Regions from separate parts of the Hordeum vulgare genome. Here region 2 is linked to region 1. Evidence: chromatin contacts called from public Hi-C data. All regions are on one chromosome and are shown on one strand. Each heading gives the region's core, a stretch centred on a gene start, on an enhancer-like site or on the middle of the called end of the contact. The rest is flanking DNA. Distances are from core to core; before and after follow the strand shown.

Region 1 (3,099 bases), core at 304-2,803:
AAAATGTCTTCTTTCTAAAAAAATGTTTGTTTATTAAAATAATACTGTATGTTTGTGAAAACAAAAGTTTGAAATGCTTGTGCTCCGAAATTTGTAATTTTCTAAAAAAATGTACTTTTCTAAAAAAATAGAATATCAAAATATGCTCGCATTATCAACAATAGTTCATTGATTTTAAAACATGTTCATATTTGAAAAATTGTTCATAAAATGTCCATTTTCAGAAGTTCAGAAAATGTGCACCTTAAAGAAGTTGATCATTTTTCAAACTTTGTTCGGTATGTTGTTCTTCAAAATGTTCACAACTTTTTGAAAAATTGTTCGGAATTTCAGAATTGTACATTTTTAAAAAACTCGTTCACAAATCTATAATTTTTTTTGGAAACTTAGAAAATGTCTGCATGTCAAAATTGAAAAAATGTTACCAAATTTCAGAAAATATTCTTGTTTACAAATTTTGTTCACAAATTTCATAAAAAACAGAGTTTCAAAATTTGTTCACTTTGTTTCAGAAAATGTTTGATAATTCAAAAAAGTTCACAAATTTTTTTAAATGCTCATATTTCAGAATTTTTTTCATTTCTAAAGAACATTTTTTCACAAATTTGGAAACTATCAGTATTTTAAAGTTTTGTTCGGAAGTTTTTTAATATGTTCATGTTTCAAACTTTTATTCTGGAATTTCAAAAAATATTCCTGTTTCAAAACAATTGGTCATTATTTGCAAAAAAATGTTCCTTTTTTTAAATGTTTCTGTTTTTAAAAAACAGTTGTTCGCAAATTTTTTAAACAAGGTCATTTTTGAAATAACTGAACAAACTTGCAAATTTGTCAACAAAATGCGTTTTTTTTGGAATTTTTAAATTCTTTGAAAAGAGGGGAAGAAAATTTAAATTCTAAACTTCTTTGAATTTCGAACAAAAGTTGAAAACTGGAAAATTTTATGGAAAAAATTAACAAGTTTGAAACAAATGCAGAGTGAACAGTCTACAAGTTTATGAACATTGGTACAAAAATGATAAATAAACTTGGAAAATAAGAAGGAAAAAGAAAAAAAATAGAAACAAAAATGTAAAATAAAAATTAAAAGTGGAAAAGAAACAGAGAAATTAAGAGGGAAAAATGTTTGGGAACTTTCCGGAAGGTTCCCAAAACCAAAGAAAACCGGCATAAAATTCCAGAAGGTTCGCAAAACCGGAATTGTAAGTCATGCGAACAGTGGTAAATGGGCCGGCCCATGGGGTCGCATTTCTGTGCGATTGATGGAGCGTTGCCTGTGTGTTGCGGCCACAATTTGCGGCAATGAGCTGTTCTCAAAAAAAGAAATTGCCGCATCGAGCAGCAAATAGGACGTTTATACCAGGTCGGGCTTTATTTCGTCGTGTGGGCAGAATCACCGCATCGAAGCCCATAGAAGTTTTGCCTTTTAAATCCAATCCAAATCGACAGTCCGACCCGTCACCAGAGTCGGGCCGGTCCAGGATTCTCTCCACGCAGCAGCAGAGGCATACCTCGAATAAACCAGGCCGGTCCTGGACTCTCCACGCAGCACCGGCCAGGACTCTCGACGCAGCGTGGGCGGTATATAGGGACGGGACGCCTCATCGCGCCGCCACAAACTCCGTTCGCTCGTCCCCTCCACCCTCTCTCTCTCGTCGGTGCGAGCGCAGCTGTCGACGACCCTCCTCCGACTCGTCGCTTCACAGGTGCGCGTCCCCCCACCCCCCCTCCAAAACCCTAACCCTTCTCCCCTCGCTTTACCAGATCTCGACGCCACCTCTTTTCGATTCGACCCCGCGAATCGGCCGATTCGTACACTCGATTTTGGATTCGGGGAAGTAGGAAAAATAACAGATCCGTGTAGAGGACTCTGTCACAGCCATAATATTGCTACTGAATCGGCCCGACCTCGCGGATTTGCGTGTGGAACAACCCCTCTTTGAATTGTCATCTCGGTGTAGGCCCTCGTTTTGGGTATGTTTTTTTTTTCGCGAATACGCAAAGATTACCTATCATTGCATCGATAGGAGAGTTGAAAAAGTACAGTTTTCGGTTACAAGAGCCACGCCTACGCAGGTCGGCGCGGGCCCAAAGAACTGGAGCAGTGAGAGGTTGGGGCTGCTCCTCCCCAATACATCAAAAGAGTTCTATCTCTCAGAAATCATGATTGCCAAGCCGTTGGCGCCTGCGCTAGCCCATACATCAAAAGAGTTTTGGGTATGTAGCTGGGGGTATAATAACACGTTCGCGTCTGGGGGTACAAAAATCGCGGGCGGAACCACCCCTTAGGGCCTGATTGGATTGTCGTTTTCCACACTTCTACACCTGTAAAAGATACAGACCTCAATCGGTCGTTTTCATTTCCGGTTGAAAATCACACATGGCTGGTGATATACACTTGTAGAAGTAATACGGGTGTATAAATTTACCCCTATTCCAAGCGGGGCTTTATCAACTTTCTTTTCTTTGCAACACAGAAATTCAATTGTTGGACATGAAACTGGTATGTATCAATTGTGTTGCTAGTGATAACAACCATAATTTTGTTTTACACACAAACCTTGCCCAGTAGGTCTAGCTGTCTGGGGGTGTCGCTTCTTTTTTCCTAGCCAGCTCTCTCTGTAGGAGAGATATATGTTGCACCATGGTGCTGTAAGAGATAACTTCTCAATCACATAATAATTAAAAGGAAGAAGCTTGCAAAGTTTCAAATAATTCTCTGAGAATCCAATTACTGGACCAATCTTGTAGCTGGTTTTATATATGTGGCACTTAATAGCTGTGACAGTCTGTGAAATGCGACTCTGGAATTTTCACCAAGCATGACAGCAAATTATGTTATTTTCTTTCTCCTTTGTGTGTTAAGCATATATACTTTGCTGTAATTATACATATCAAGTGCTCCACATCTTTGTACTATACTATTCTGGATACTAGTATATTTCCTGGAACTTTTTCCCCGATTTAATGATCTAAAATGGTGTGCAGATTAGGTTTTTAAATGGACGAAATAGAATTCTTTTTGGACGGATATAGCATGGCCTACCTGAGAAGGAAGTATCCATGTGCGACACAAAAAGTTGCTTTGTTTGTGCCTTT
Region 2 (3,114 bases), core at 316-2,815, 400 kb before region 1:
TCTTCTTCTGTTATGGAAAAATTCATTTCGAGGATTTTATCCCGTTTGGACTCCGTTCCAAAATCAGATTTGAAAAGAGTCAAAAACACAGAAAAAACAGGAATTGGCACTTGGCACTGAATTAATAAGTTAGTCCCAAAAAAAGATATAAAAGGTATATAAAACATCCAAAGTTGACAAGGTAACAACATGAAACCATCAAAATTTATAGATACGTTTGAGACGTATCAGCCCCCGACCAAGAAGCCGCCTCGCCGCCTGACCCGATCCTCACCAGCGCGGCCTACTCGTCGGACACCGGCAGGGCAGCTAGCTGGTCCGTGCGGGCCACGACTCCCTTCGCTGGCCGTCTTCTTTATCGATCCCCGCAAGCTGTTCGACAGTTTGCCAAGGTACAGAAAAATGGACACCGCCGACGAGTTCTTTTTTCACAATTTCCTTTTCGACTCCGACGATTCGTCGTCCGATGACGAGGAGGAGATGTTGGCTGCCGTGTTGCTCCATCACCACCTCAACAGCCATCGGCCGTTGTTCCGTGGCTCCATTCCCGGCCACCTTCCGGCGTTGAATCGCAACCGAGAGAGCGGGCATTTCCTTCTTTGGAAGGACTATTCTGATACAACAAACCCGTTGTTCAAACATCAACAATTCCGCTGCCGTTTCCGTATGAGTAGGCATGTTTTCAACCGTATTAGAGAGGGAGTGGTCGGCTATGATGACTGTTTGTGTGATCGTGCATAATATGATCGTAGAAGACGAGCGTCCGGAATGTCTGTACAATCAAGGGTTTGAGTTTCAGGGTGAGAATGTTGTGCCTGAGCTTGGAGGAGCGACAACGTTTGAACAGTTCATTCAATTTCATCAAGACATGCGTGATTGGGAAACTCACGTGCAACTGCAAAATGATTTGATTGAGCATATATGGGTTCATGTTGGCAACCAATAGATTTATCTTCTTTTATTCGTTAGCAAAACTATGTACGAACTATGTGAGACATTTCTATTTTTATTCGGCTTGTAATAACTATGCTATATTCGATTCAAACTATGAAAATAATGCAAAATAGGGCGGCCAGCCAACCACGCCGACATATATGGGCCGGTGGGTTGGGCGTTACCAACCCATATCTAAAACATGGCGGACGTTGGACGGACGGTCGACTTAAATGGACAAAAGACGAACGAAATCGATGTCCGTTTGAATCGGTCCGTTGAAGTTGCTCTAAAAAAGAGCAAGATGCGTTAGCAACTCTTAATTAATTTTGAGAACATGTGTGATCCTATGCTAGAATCGGGCCACATCAACCCATGATCTGACTTGCAACTGCAACGCCGCCGTCCGCGTCGCAGCAGCTGTCGTCACGGATCCGGCGCCCCCGACAGCGGCTGACGCCCTCCACGTCACTCCCCGCGACAACTCGTGTGCAGTCCCCGCGGAAAGCTCCCCCGCGTCTCGCGGGTCCCACGTACCGCCACCCTCGCGCTGTCGTCACCTTCCCACCTCACCTCCCTCTCCGCTGTATTATATATGGGGCCCCTTCACCTCCCCCAGCCATTACACCAACGCCCAACCATCACACACCTCCACGAACCACACACCCGCGCGAGAGAGGGAAGGCCAACAGAGCGTCCAAGCCAGCGCGCCACGTAGCTATCGTTGCGGTGAGCAATGTACCAGGCCATCCCCTACAGCAGCAGCCGGCCCTGGACGACCCGCCCGTCGCCGCCGTCTGCCATGGCGGAGGCGGCCGTCAAGACGGAGACCGCGGAGGCGGCGGCGTCCCGGGAGGACGCGGCGGGGGTTGAGAGGGCGGTGTCGGAGAGCCCGGTCGTGGTCGTGGGGAGGCGGGCCTGCTGCCTCACCCACGTCGTGAAGCGGCTGCTCCAGGGCCTCGGGGTCAACCCCGCCGTGCATGAGGTCGCCGACGAGGCGGCGCTCGCCGGGGTCGTGCCGGACGGCGGGGAGGCCGCGCTCCCGGCGGTCTTCGTCGGGGGGAAGCTCCTCGGCGGCCTCGATCGCCTCATGGCCGTCCACATCTCCGGCGAGCTGGTGCCCATCCTCAAGAAGGCCGGTGCCCTCTGGCTCTGATCATCAGATCCTTTCCTTCCCCTCCCCTCCTTAGTTATTCTTTCGTCAGAAGAAGACGGTGCCGCGGTTTAATCCTGGCCGTTGGATCGAATTCTACGCCGCGGCGGGCTCATTCTAGGATTTTGGGTTTCTTTAATGGCGTGCTAAAAAATATCTCAACAAATATAACTATATGTGAGAGAAAAAGAAGGATCAGACAGCTAGCTGTACTGATTTTCGTAATTTATTTCGTAACGTTTGGCTGGCTCCGTCATCCCGTGACGAGCATGTGTGAATACGGAAGAAGAGCGTGCGCGGCATTGCAGCGTCTGTACAGTTTGTCGTTTCGATTTCTGAGTTAATGAGAATCAGATGCTTCTTACGGAAATCTTCACCCGTGGCCTGCAATTTCATTGTCTCCCTGATTTTAGTTACTAATAAGTTAGGCGTCTAGTTTTCGTTCGTGCACGGACGCGTGATTGAAGTCATGGTTGGTTGTTGAGAAGATTTAGGTCGATGTTACTACTGCATACAGGTGGCATGGCTCACCTATGTCAATAGGGTATTCATGTCATGTGTACAGTACAGCTCCTGATTCCATTACAACTAGCCTAATAAATCACCTATCAACCAACGATCAGTCGTCGTTTGGTTGCTTGTTTCTAGTTAACAGTCTTTTACTTGCATGCATCCTACTCCTATATTGCTCTCTAGGAAGGAGTAGGAAGTTGTAGGGAGTTGCATCATCATCAACTAGTCTTGGACTCGTCATCATAGTGCCAGGAGACGAGAAGCGGAGCAACTTTGGAAAACTAACGGGGGAGGGCCGGCGCCGCGCAGTTTTCCTTTGGTCGTCATGATGTACCTCATGAAACTCCAGGGTCGTGTAGCATGTGGACAAGCAAGTGCGTAAGCAGTGATGGGATGGCGAGCTGGAAAAACGACCACAAAATGGCAGCCGCGCAAAGCAGACAAAACTAATTGCTTGTGCTACACCAAGGGAAGGAAGAGGAGGATTCAGACTTGTTCTCTCGTGAGTTTTTGCG

The links. Hi-C and Micro-C count contacts between places; a contact is called where the count stands out from the background.
Region 2: a contact with region 1 is called in a Hi-C map of seedling, with 7 times the contacts expected there. The contact joins the promoter of LOC123440078 here to the promoter of LOC123444062 in region 1. A contact is called at or near these places in 1 of 6 Hi-C or Micro-C datasets (seedling) and 1 of 1 datasets of contacts at active chromatin or transcription factors (embryo).

Annotation. Positions count from the first base shown.
Region 1 is chr3H:420,207,614-420,210,712 of MorexV3_pseudomolecules_assembly, reverse strand. LOC123444062 (splicing factor U2af small subunit B-like) reads left to right here and starts at 1,553. Exons shown (of 2, transcript XM_045120668.1): 1 at 1,553-1,706.
Region 2 is chr3H:420,604,995-420,608,108 of MorexV3_pseudomolecules_assembly, reverse strand. It overlaps LOC123440078 (monothiol glutaredoxin-S5-like), which reads left to right and starts at 1,565. Exons shown (of 1, transcript XM_045116663.1): 1 at 1,565-2,456. The coding sequence starts at 1,670. The coding sequence ends at 2,089.